Regions from separate parts of the Hordeum vulgare genome. Here region 2 is linked to region 1. Evidence: chromatin contacts called from public Hi-C data. All regions are on one chromosome and are shown on one strand. Each heading gives the region's core, a stretch centred on a gene start, on an enhancer-like site or on the middle of the called end of the contact. The rest is flanking DNA. Distances are from core to core; before and after follow the strand shown.

The links. A called contact is a pair of places that touch in the nucleus more often than the background predicts.
Region 2: a contact with region 1 is called in a Hi-C map of seedling, with 4 times the contacts expected there. The contact joins the promoter of LOC123404792 here to the promoter of LOC123403339 in region 1. A contact is called at or near these places in 3 of 6 Hi-C or Micro-C datasets (leaf and seedling).

Annotation. Positions count from the first base shown.
Region 1 is chr6H:418,685,005-418,691,714 of MorexV3_pseudomolecules_assembly, forward strand. It overlaps LOC123403339, which reads left to right and starts at 2,038. Exons shown (of 5, transcript XM_045097280.1): 1 at 2,038-2,401. The coding sequence starts at 2,090.
Region 2 is chr6H:419,199,059-419,206,013 of MorexV3_pseudomolecules_assembly, forward strand. It overlaps LOC123404792, which reads right to left and starts at 4,644. Exons shown (of 3, transcript XM_045098736.1): 1 at 4,421-4,644; 2 at 4,194-4,332; 3 at 3,202-3,555. The coding sequence starts at 4,597. The coding sequence ends at 3,428.

The DNA.
Region 1 (6,710 bases), core at 788-3,287:
TTTTTTTATTTGAGGAAAAATATTTTTCGAATTCGAATAACAATTTGGAAAATCTTGAACAAATTTATAAGTGTGAATAATTTTTTAAAGCACGAACATTATTTAAATCTTGAGAATAAAAATTTGAAAAAAGAGAACAATTTTCAAAAACCTGAACAAATTTGAAAGCGTGAACAATTTTTGAAAACCTGAACAAATTTGGAAACGTGAACAATTTTTTAAAGCACGGACATTTTTTAAATCTTTAAAAAAAATGGAAAAGGAGATTTTTTTTGAAAATCCCCGAACAAATTTGAAAGCGCGGACAAATTTTTAAAGAACGAAATTTTTTGGAATTTTGAGAACAAATTTTGAAAGTGAGTAATTTTTTTAAAACATCTGAACAAATTTGGAAGTACGAACAATTTTTTAAAGAACGAACAGTTTTTCAATCTTGAGAACAAAAATTTGAAAAGGAGAACAATTTTGAAAAACCCCGAACAAATTTGAAAGTGCGAACAAATTTTCAAAGCACGAATATTTTTGCATTTTTAGAACAAATTTTGAAAGCAAGAAAAAGTAAAAAAAACATGAACAAATTTGGGAGCGCAAACAGTTTTTTAGATAGACGAACATTTCTTGAATCTTGAGAACAAAATTTTGAAAAGGAAAACAATTTGGAAAAACTCCCCACATATTTAAAAGAGCAAACAATTTTTATTAAAATGAATATTTTTTGAATTATGAGAATATATTTTGAAACCGAGAACAATTTTGAAAAAACATGAACGAATTTGTAAGCGTGCGAACATTTTTTTAAATACACCAATTTTTTGGAAAATATAAACAATTTCTTAGTCTATAAACAAATTTGAAAACAGGAGCATTTTACAAACATATAACATTTATTTTGTAAGGAATAACATTTTTTGAAATTTGTGAACAATTTTTGAAACCGGAACTTTTTTTCGAACTTATGTACACTTTTTAAGACAGCAACATTTTTTGAATTTACATACATTTTTTGAAACGGAACATATTTTTTAGAAAATGAAGAATATTTTTTAAACTTCCCAAACATTTTTAAATCATTAATAGTTTTAGAATTGGGGAACAAAATGTGAACAAGTTTTAAATTTGTGAAGAAATTTTCAAAAAAGAGAAAAAAATTCGTAAAACAGGAATATTTTTTATAAAAATGTGAAAAGAAGAACATTTAAAAAAATATTGTGAACAATATATGAAAAAGATTTTTTTTTTGGAAAAATAATGCAGTGTTTTGAATACGAGAACAATTTTTGAAACACGAGTATTTTTCAAAAGATGAACACATTTTGGAAGCAGGAATGTTTTTTGAAGCACGGACATTTAAGTATAAACTGTGAATACGAGAACATTTTTTGAAACTGAATTTGTTTATATAAAATGCCGAACAGAAAAATAAGAAAAGGAAAAAGTAACAAAAATGAAGGTAAAAATTAAAAAGGAAACAATAACATTTTTTGAAAAAGAAACATTTTTTAAAATGGCAAACATTTTGTAAAAATGTAGGACATTTTTCTAAAATCCCGAATATTTTTTAAAGCTAGGAATGTCTTTGAAAAAGACAAATATTTGAAATTTACAATATTTTTTTAGAATCAAGAACATTTTCTGAATCTCCAGAATTTTGTTAAAACATGAACTTAGGTTTTAAAAAGAACCATAGAAAAAAAGGAAAAAAGAAACAGAAGTAGAAAAACGAAAAAGGAAAAAAAGGAAAAAAACGAAACAGAAAAAATGACCAAAAAATGAAGCAGAGACCGAAACTGCCTGCAGAGGGAGATGGGCCGGCCCAGTTTGACGCTCCCATGTGCATTTGCCCGACTATTTGACGCAAAAAGCGTTAAGTAGGCTTTTCCATGCATAAGTGCCAAATAGGGTTTTCCTTAAAAATTGGGAAGCATAGTATATGTAAATTTGGGCCAAGCCTAAAAGAAGGAAGCTCTAACTGGGCTGGTACGAAATGCTGATCTGCGAGGAAGTTTTAGTTGGCCCTCCTCAGCCTCTTGGAGTCGAGAAACCTTTACCAACATGGCAACATCGACCTTCCCGTAAAAAAAACAACAACATGGCAACATCGACCATGGGCGCCGCCGCGGCCGATCTCGAGGCACGTCAGCTCCGCATCCTCCGCCGCGTCGAGGATCTTGAGCTCGCTGCCCAGCAGCACCGTCTTGGGGCGCTCTCTCTCACCGACGCCGAGGCGGAGGTGGAGGCGGGGGACACCGAGGAGCGGCTCTCGGCCCTCCTGGCCGCGCGCGGCGTGCACGACTTTGCCTTCCGGCGTGTTCCAGCTGACTACTACGACCGCACTCTCGAGGAGCGCCGCCACCTCCTCGCCGCTCATTCAGTCGCCCAGCTCTGCAAGAGCATAGTCATGGTACGGCCTCTTCCCTTTCATTTTCATATCCCGATGATGCCTTTCGTCGAACACCTGACCTGCGCAATTACGCTACGTTGTTACAATTGGCTGTATTTACTTCATTGTGGCATTTATTTGAACAGTTGGTCTGTGTATATTATCGGTGTATTTAGAGAAGTACTCCCTCTGTTTCAAAAAAGTTAGTACAAAGTTGAGTCACTTAATATCGGAGTAATTGATTGTTTGGTAGTTATGTATACTAGACCATGATCGCACGCGTTGCCGCACCCGTCCATTTTTACAACCGGTGGTAGGTATTTGCACATATATATTGAAACACGCAACATGAAAGTTAATTTCATTCATATCATAAGAAAATGTTGCTTATTTGTAAACTTGGTTATTTCCCATTGCCGACATCATCAGACATGTAATGATAAAGAAATAAAAAAAGAAAAACTTAGCAAGCATGCATTTGTGATCCAGCTGAGAGCGGACCAATACATCCATATGTGAGCAAATCATCATAATGCCTCCTAGGGACTAAAGGGACTTCTCTTCTGCAAAAGCACACACAATTTCTAAAAAATAGAGATCAATGAAAGTTTATAAACAATTTACGAAAAGAGAGTTAAATTTAGAGAGAAAACTATGCAACATAAATAAGATGAGCAATTGGTAAGTTTTATTACCTTTTTCACCGACTTCACAAAGATACGTCTCTTGCTAGTTGTGGTGGGACCATGTTGCTCCTAGGTCCTCACCCTTTGTCTTGTACTTTCTTCTTGCCCTCACCTCCTCCATAATCTTTCTCAACAGCGGTGGCAGCAGCACACATGGGATTTTCCCTAGGGTGCGAGAGCATGGGGGTAGCAAGGTCAAAGTTAAATAAAGTAGTGGATGATGAAACACTGCCTGTCTTGGTCCTCTATGTGAATAAGAAGTGCTAAGTACATGGGAAGTAAATTTAACGAAAGTAATTTTGAAGTTCCAAACAGTAATACTCCCTTTGTCCCAAAATAACTGTCTCAACTTTGTACTAGCTCTAGTACAAAGTTGTACTAAGTTTAAGACACTTATTTTGGGACGGAGGGGGTATGTAATAAGCACGTGAACATGTATCCAGTTTGTGGGAGACTGACTTTAATTAGAATACATAGTGTATCTATTTTCTTTTTTCATACGATGCAAAGTTGGTACTTCAGTTTTGGTTTGGACAAAATGGGAATACTCAATTGTGTTGGGTATAAGAAAACATGTAGACAACTTCAAAAGAAGTTCTAGAAATTACAGTATGAAGCCATAACTATCCAAGTTAAAAATAAAATAAAGCCTTAACTTCCACATGTAAACAGTTTTTCTCCTTTCACAAAAAATAGACTGTCCAGTGAGAGAGTGGTATATGGAAGTCACCTCCATTACATATGCATTGGTCTTTTTCTTTCTAACAACGTGCATGATATGAAAAGGAAGGCATTTTAATCCGAAAAGTATGATGTTTTTTCGTGCAAGTATAAAATGATTTCTGCAAAAAGTAACATAATTAGGGCATATACCAAGAATTTATTATCTGGCTGGTCAACTACTACAACTATTAAATTTACTCGCACATGCCTGAAGAAATATGTTAGCGCATCAACATTATATTGTTAAGCTTCATGCACTAGCCAACGCAACCAAAAGTCCGAATTGATGGAAAGGGCTAGTGCAATCCACATATACTGTAACACCCCCTCTCACGTGTGACGGGGAAGACAAGTCAACACGTGCAACCGGAAGAGAGTGACGGCGCGCAAAACTCACGTATGACTCAAGAGGCCTCTACGTGGACACAAAGGGGGGCTACCAGCAATTTTTTTAATAAATTGCGTAAACCAGGACTTGAACTCAAGACCTTAGCTCCGATACCATGTTAAGCTTCATGCACTAGCCAACGCAACCAAAAGTCCGAACTGATGGAAAGGGCTAGTGCAATCCACATATACTGTAACATATATCTCTCCATTTCTCCTTTCCCTGCATATATGTAGATTGAGAACTCAAGATATATAATATTCAAGCCTTTGGTTATCCAACTGTTTACGTAAAATCTTTGTTTTGTGTCCAACTGATTTGAAAAAGAGATAGATTGAAGCGCATAGATCACATAAATGAAACCAATACTCATTAATAAGAATCGATACATTTGGTTTCTCCACTTCACAGAACACGAATTGCTTAAATTTTACATCAGGTAAAGAGAATCATACAGATAGCAGATTAAATGGTGACGATATAACGAGTTTTGATGCCCCTAGTTGCGTATTGGATACTTGAAGCAGTATCCAAATCTAGCCTCTGTTGGGTGCTTGACAATTGAAATGATGGAATTCCCACCTGCAAAAGAAAAGGGTAAAACAAAAATGTAACTGTTTTTTTCACACCAACTGGACCCGGCGTGCTGATTAATATATCAAATCATTATACTACACAGTCATAGGAAATGAAGCATATCACACCACATTTGCGTAGCCAGGAATTCGCAACGCCCGGGCCAACAGCAAGTGGACAGTGTTAAACAGTGATTTATTGTGCTACTATACAAACAGTAAACAAAGGAAAGTGTTGCCACGCCCAAGGCCATGGCCAGCGGTAGCCCGGGGCCTGGCTACGCCCCTGACCACTACACCCATGCTATTGGAGACATTAGTAGAGGGAGGTACTTTAGTCTCCTCTGTTTGTTATTCGACCTAAGTAGATCTGATCCAAAAATAAAACAAGAATCATGTAAAAAAGTATTGCATCATATTCCAATTAAATGAAAAGGTATAATACTACACTAACAAATATTATCAAAAGGATAAAGAAAACTGACAGGAAATTAATGAAATTAGGGAATGAGAAATTAACTTCTCATCCTGGGACATGGGGGTTCTATGAAATCATCCATCGGACATCAAATATCCTACATGTGAACTGAACAATTGTTGTCTTTATTCTTCAATGACGCAATTAAGATTTAAACTTACTATAGTTTTTTCTAGAGTACACAAATTACCTAGCTACCATTTTTAGTGAAGGAGAAGAAAACAAATTGCAAGAGAAAAGCAACAGCACACCGTCTCCTAGAACTAACGCTACTACTCACACAAGGATGCTACACCTGCTCCTCCAGCCAATAATCAAAGTTGCAGGTCGGAAATGATTTGAGAGCTCGGTTCTTCTTCCTTTCTCTGTTGGCTGGTGTTAGCGAACACCTTGGTGTTTGTCTGCTTCCATAAGCTCCATACAGTTAGCATACCCAGGGAACCAAGACCACACCGTTTATTTTTCTGCAAAATGCTCATGGATATGATCCACCACTCTCAAGGACATCCAAACCAACGGGAATAGGCACAGCATTATCGATGAGAACCACACAAACTCAATGGTTCCAAGCTTGCCTCGAATAACTGCATTGCATGTGGATGAAACTAATAGCCTCATCGTCAGCGTTGACATCCAGGTGAAGTGAATGGACAATGTCTCACAAGTGAACATACTGTACCAGTCCTGTTGTCAATAGCCCCGAGCTATGTCAGAGACACATCGATTCAGGAGCATGCCCTAGTGGACAGATCAAAATTGTTATAAGTTAAGGGCCTCTTTGGGACTACTCTACTTCATAAAATTCAGTTCCGCTCCATCAAATTCACTTTGGATCGGTTTCATACAGAAGTTGTAACTCTTTCAAAGAGAGTGTTTGGCTTCCATCTAGCTCCAGCTTTAAGAATGAGGAATTTGGTGGAAAGGATATATCTGATTGGATGAGTGGGGAGAAACGAAGGGGTATCCACTTACTGGTGGCAGTGGTGGGTAATTTCCTGCCAACTCCAGCTTCCATATTTTTTTGGAGCACCTCCTAAAGAGCTTCACAAAAAACATGAAGTTGTACCCCAGATTCTATTTTTTTTGCGGAGCGGTAAGTAGTGGAGCTATCCTGTTTGGCTTGCGTTTTCTAAAGCAGAGCTAAATTTTAAGAAGCGGAGTAGTCCCAAACAGGCTCTAACTCACTGAAACTACAATCAGGTGATGAAGGAGGGCAAGCGCAGAACTTTATATGTAGGAGACTACACAATGAATACACAGTGAATATGATAAATATAAATCTTCTCTAAATTGCATGAAATCAACTAAATAAACTATTATTAACCTGGTCGAGAAGAAACTGAACTTTTGGTTTTATATTTGATTCTTAGCCATTGATGCATCACAATATGCTGCAGGGATAGAAGCCTGACTCCTAAGCATATATTTCCACATGAACCAGTAGATGGAAAATATACTTGGCATGTGAAACTACAAATTA
Region 2 (6,955 bases), core at 3,394-5,893, 520 kb after region 1:
ACCTAATAGCCCATGGATAGTGCACCAGCCCTTGGTGGGCTGGTGAGGCCAGCCCAATAAGGCTATTTCGGCCAACAGGAAAAATCAAAGGAGAAAAAAAAGAGGGAGGTGGGAAGGAAGGAAGGGACTCCTCCTTCCCAAACCGAATTAGAGTGGGAGTCCCTCCTCCTCCACTCGGTAGACGCCCTAGGGGCTCTCTTGAGCCCCAAGGCTAGCCCCTCCCCTCCTCCTATACATACTAGAGGTTTTAGGGTTTTTGAGACACAACTTTGCCACGTGCAGCCCTAATCCTCTACTTCATAGTTCTTCCTCTAGATTGGTTTTCTGCGGAGCCCTGCAGGAATAGATCATCACCATCACCGGCGCACCGTCACGGTGCCAGAGAACTCATCTACTTACCCGTCTCTCTTGCTTGATCAAGAAGGCGGAGATCGTTATCGAGATGTACGTGTGCTGAACGCGGAGGTGCCGTCCGTTTGGTGCTAGATCGGGACGGATCGTGGGACGACGGTGATTTGAATCACGAAGCTGTTTCACTACATCAACCACGTTTCTTAACGCTTCCCGCTTATCGATCTACAAGGATATGTGGATCCGATCTCCCTCTCATAGATGAACATCACAATGATAGGTTTTCGTGTGCGTAGGAAATTTTTTGTTTCCCATGCAACGTTCCCCAACAATAAGTACATTATTTTGGGCTATATGGAACACTAGAAATGATATGTTTTTTAATGGCAGGAGCTTCAACAATTTTTTGCAGGTCATTTATAGAGCCACGGCTTGGATCCGCACATGGTCGTTACTTACTCATGCGGACTCCACAGAGGTTATGGTTATTGGGTGCAACCGGTAGGAGATGGTCGCACGGGCTACTTTCAGCCGATTTGGATGGCGAGCTAATAATAGGCTAGGTGTATATGCATCGTAGTCTACTTTATATCTCGCTGGATGTGGCGGTCTTTATTTATTTACGTACTTGTGTTATTTTCTCAGGTTGTCAGGCATTGTGGAACTATAAATTTTTGTTTGAACCTTTTTTAATAATATGGCTGCATGCATCGATTGATGTAGAGGCCGGGGGCTGCGATCCTCCTTTTCAAAAAAAATCAACGAAATAAGGTTTTCTCCCGTTTTATATTATAAAGCCTCAATGGGAGCATACAAGTAACAAGAAGGTTCATCGCGCACACACACACACAAAACATGAAGTCTCGCTCGGGGAGCAGCACAATAATCCCCCAAAAAGGAGGTCCATGAACAGCTACGCTAATCTGGCTCCAAAGGCGGAGGAGCGAGTGGTGGCGCGGTCATGCGGGTGGCGACGGACCAGAGCGCGACGAAAACTCTATCGATGGAGTCCCAAACATGGTGCCGGCTAAGCGGCCTCCATAGCTGTAGAAAACTACATAATTTGAATACAACATCAGTCGCACGAAGAGGAACCACATGTTCTATCACAAGTTTATTACGGATATTCCATATTGTCCACGGGAGGGCACCGATGGTAACTCAGAGGGTCGGTCGCACATCGGAATTTTGGGTACCGAGCACCTCAATAAACATATCTAGGAGGTTGTCCTGGCACCAACTGCCACCAACAACCTCGTGAAAACAGCTCCAAAGGAACCTTGCAGCCAGACATATGAAGAATATATGGTTGGAGTCCTCAGGTATCCTACACAAGGGACACAACCCATCGGATGGGCCGTTCCGCTTTAGCACCTCTGTACCGGCTGGGACACGCCCTCGCACCAACTGCCATAGGAAGATCCTAATCTTCAATGGCAGTTTGATCTCCCAAAGGAGATTCAACTCGCTCGGTCCCGGAGTTAGGTAGAATCACTTGGTATAGAGATTTTGCGGAGAACCGCCCGTTGGGTTCTAGGTGCCAGTGGATTACGTCCTCATCTAAGGACGGAGTGTGGATAGCCACACAATCTACGAGCTCGTCCCATAGGTCCCGTTCATCGGGGCGAAGGTCCGTCTGAAGGCTATACCCGCTTGGTTTGATAGGGCGCCTGCTACAGTCATATTTTTGTGAACACAAATGTTGAAAAGCAGTTCGAAGCGAATGCCGAAGGGTTGAGAGCCACACCACTAGTCTAGCCAAAAGAGGGTGGAAGTGCCCAGGTCCACTTCCATAGTGTAGCCGAGCCGTAAAGCAGGCATCAACGTAACAATCGACTGCGAGAACTGCGATCCCCCAGTTCTTGGGGCAAACGTCAGGGGTTGGCTACAGAGGTATTTAGCGCGAATAATATCTAGCCAGAGGCCACCCTCTCTAGAAGAGATCCTCCATAGCCATTTAAACAAGAGGGCAATATTCATCCTCTTGGAAGAGATAATCCGTAGACCGCCCTAGTCCATGGGTTTACTTATCTCCGACCATTTCACCATGTGATATTTTTGTTTATCGCCTTTCCCCGTCCAGAAAAACAGGGACTGTTACTTGGCAATATCATGATCATGATCACGGGATTTGTTCAGACTATAGAATCCCATCAAATACATCAGTAGACCAGTCATCTAGGAGTTGATCAGGACAAACCGAGTCGCTTTAGACAACCAACGTCCTTGCCACGGCTCCACCCGGTGTTGAACCTTGGCCACCGAGGGTTGAAGTTCCTTTTCCATGATACGGCTATCACTGATGGGCATGCCAAGGTAGGTGGTCGGGAAGGTTCCTAGACGACAATTAAGTCGATTCGCTATACTAAGCTTTTTCTCCTCCGGATAGCCCATAACCATGACCTCACTTTTTGCGAAGTTAATTGTTAAGCCGGACATCTCCTGAAAGCAAAGGAGGAGGAATTTGAGGTGAGCAATGTCCTCGGACGATCCTTCGACCATAAGAATCGTGCCATCCGCGTACTGCAGATGAGTGATGCCTCCTGCCCCGAGGAGGTGGGTACATATACCCCTAAGGTGGCTGCCCCCTTGGCCTTGTCGAGGATGGCGGCTAGGGCATCAACCATGAGGTTGAAAAGGAAGGGGAAGAAGGGTTCCCTTGCCTTACGCTCCGAGCCATGGGAAAGTAGGGGCCTACCTCGTTATTGATGTTAACGGCTGTCGTACCACTCATCACCATTTACATTACCCTAGTGATCCATTGCGGGTCAAAACCCTTCTTGAATAACACTTCCCGAAGGAAGGACCAATGGAGAGCATGTGATATCTTTTTTTACATTGCAACGGACGGGCTCTTTTACTAGTAATTGTTAAAGAGCCCTCAGGACAAGCCACATAGTGATTCACTAATACATAGTAAATACATCCGAAAATATATATACATGACTACAAGATTGTGCTAAAACTGGAGTCGACCCAAGGGCTTAACGTTAACAGACCCGTGCATGTAAAATACATTAAATGGCAAGATCAATCAAAGAGGCAAGCCCTGCTCATTGCTTTACGCATGCACGCACTACCTGTTGTGAACAGCTGGTGCTGCGTGTGCAACTGGGTAGTCCATGGTTACTAGTGTTCCCGCTGTGTACACGGTGGTCGCCTTGGATCCTAGCTGCTCTCCGTTAGAGCCACGAGACGAGTCCCCTGCAAATCATTACCACTGACTATGAAATACTGTGAGTGGTCAATCAAGGCGACTAAAGGGCAAGCTGTACATGCACCGGCCTGTATGAGATATATATTCATGTAGCTGCTGATATATGATCCAGGACATAAAAAAGCTAATTAAGTGCAGAACTGGTACGTCTATAGCATACGCATTCTCATCTGAGCTATCTAATTCTTTATGAAAAAAAACTGAGCTATCTAATATGCTGTCGCTAACTCGCTATAACACCACAACCCACCCAAACTGAAGCTTGTCCAAAATTCACTCAATATATATCGACGGCAAACTCTGTCGTTAAAGTTGCAGAAAATAACTAGACATATAACGGAAACACAGATACGATCGACTTGAAGCTGCTGGAAGCTAGCTAGTGAGATTCAAGGAAAAATATACATGATAACTAGATAAATGATCACGACCACGTAAATGTCATCTCATGAGCGACTGCTCTCATCCGTGATCGATATATATATATATATATATGTTCAGTTGTGATACGGAGTACGAGTTCTAGGCTGCGCATAATCCAGGTGAATTCCCTGATCATCCACGTGCTTGCGATGAGGAAGCTGCTGCGAAACCCTAGCGGCATGCGTGGTGTTTCGTATTCCACCTGATCGATTGATCAATGTTGCTCCCGCGCCCGTCGACTGATCGATGCTGCTTCCGACAGCTCGAGCCTTCTTCTCCGTATCATGAACCATCAACGAGTTTCTCCTTTGCTTCTGGGCATCAGCAACCTCTGTCGCATCCTACGGAAACACAATAGAGAGGGCAAAGCTAGAACAAAATCGATGACGTTATGACGTTTAACCGAATGGTATTATGGCTGAAATTAACCTGTGATGACAGGGAAGACTTGTTGCTGCTTGAGTACTTGCCATTCACGCGGAGGCGACGAGCTTCGCATGAGGTAATGTGGAGAGTGAAGAGGAAGAACACCAGGAGAATAGTGTAGGTCGTGGTGAGCTTTAGCTTCCTCTCAAGAGCTAGGGGAGGGGAGCTTAGGCTAAACATGGAGGGCCGGTGCGATCGGTGACCACTTAGGAAACATTAATAGGTAAGAGAGCTTAGAGAAGAGACATGCATCGAAGTTCGAAGAGGATATGGGGGAGGTACGTAGTGCTACAAGCTAGAAAACGGGGACTCGTCCGTTTCTTTATGTAAGATTTCTGTTTCCGCCAGGAATACTTATGATGAATTTGGATTTTTGGGTAAGTACCAAAACTGGAGTAATTAGTAATTCAATAAGTGTTGGTTGTCTTGGTGCAAAAAATGGGCACAATCGAAATTATATATGCATATCTCTCTCCTTTATTTTAGAAATATGTACCTTCCCTTGACATTTATTTAGTAGTAACAAACAAATCCTCTCAATTTTGTTTTCAGGATTTCATCAGGCATACAAATTAAGAAGGATGGTTGCACGCATAGCAGCACCTGTCGTACGAAAATTCTGGTAAACAAAGGAAGAGCGCGCGCGGCATGAGGGGGTACTGGTCATGAAAACCGAGGCAGACCATGCATCTCCTTAGCCGCACATGAATGTCTCGATCCGTCCCCTTTAAGTCTTGATACAGATTTTGTAGGCAACCCAGCCCATGGTTATATTACTTGCTGATCATGTGCATTGCAATTATTACGTGCAGTGCGATCTACCACTGTTCTAGCTAGGTAGTACCACCAGATGGCGTCGTGGTAACCCTAACCCCATAATCAAATTGATTAAACCAAGTACAGTTTGTACCCCCGATGTGACCAAGTTGGCATACTTAAGCCCTACTTTACTGTTGCTTGATGATTAATTTGCCTGGCTGCTGTACGTACGCGTTTCCGGATTTTGTTAATCGGGCCGTTGACATGTCCAAATTACAAAAAACCTCCGGAGCCACGGAGGCCCAGGCTTATGAATCTGCAAGGATATCGATCAATGTCAAACGCACATAGACATAGAGTAGGAAAATATTTCTCAAGCCGTCAAGGAAATCCCCCTCCACACACACACACACACAGTGCAAATAATCTGATGTGCCTTCGTTTTCCGTTGAGAAACACGGACGTGCATGGCGGAGTTGACGTACAGCTTTTGAGGAATTGTTGGCGTACAGTGAAATGTTGCAAAGCTGAAACAAACGGATGCGGCCAGGCGTAAGAAAACAGGCGGCCGACGATGCATGCAAGGAGTTTGCTAGGGAGGCGAGGCGGGATGGATCGATGCATATCGCACGGCAGGGGGAGATCTCGGTGCGAGCCGCGTTGGAGTCACCTGGGACGGTGGGAAGAGCCACGGCCACAGGAGGGCTGCACCCTGCACGCGATCTATGCCGAGAGCGAGCGAGCGAGCGAGCTCTGCTCCGGTTGCTTGGCGGGGCAAAGATATCGATGGATGCATGGCGCGGGGGCGTGGGAGAGAGTGCCGGAAAAGGGGTAGGAGCATGGGTGTCGCACGAGAGATCGCGCTTGTCTCGCCGTGTCGGCCGCGCGGCCACGTCCCTCCGGGCTCCGGCCCGCGCGCGCGCCCCCCGCTGCACGTACGTGCTTGTCGCCTCTCAGCTCGGCACGCCTCGTGCTCTGCTACTCCGGCGCCACGCGCGCGGCCCGCCCTCTCCGTACGCGTACGCCCATGCGGTGTGACACGCGGTGGAAATCCACGGAATCGGGCAACACCTGCGCGCGCGCATGTCTGTACATACAATGCGTACACGCGCTAGCTATAGATTGATTGTTTTTTCTTCACTCGTGCGTACCGCGTACGTACGCCTGCAGGCTGCAGCTGATACACGCGTGCTACAGTATGCTCGATTTGCACGGGGTAGCGAGGAGTACCCGGACCTGAACCAAAATACCTGTAATACTGCAACGAGCATGCACATACAGCTCCGTGTTAGCTAGCTGGAATGACCTGGCCTTGCACACACTCCGGGTACACCTACAAGAAGCTATAGCCCGGGCACTAAACTTCTCCTGTCACTGTGCAAATTAAATTTCCCTTTAGTGCAGTGTGCAAATTAAATGGCAACGCACATTCGCGCTGTTAAACATGTGACACTAACGGCCTAACAAACTCCGCATTCCCCCGTACTAAAAAAAAAACTCCCCATCACCCTCGGGAGTCAAATCGTTACTTGCAACAACGGTTGGGTATTTGGGCCCAGAAAGAATGACCTCGCGCGATGAACTAGTGGGCCTACTGGACCGCTTTCAATCATACCCGTTCGTGGCCCGCTTGAATTTACGCTTTCCTCTTTGCCTCTTTCTCTACTTCGGTCGACAGCTCTTTTCACGGCGAACAAAAATAAAAACGTACTACAAGTTTCGTTTTCCTCCGATTTGTCTGTCGTAAAATAAAGCTGCCGCGCAGCCCTGCGCCGTACG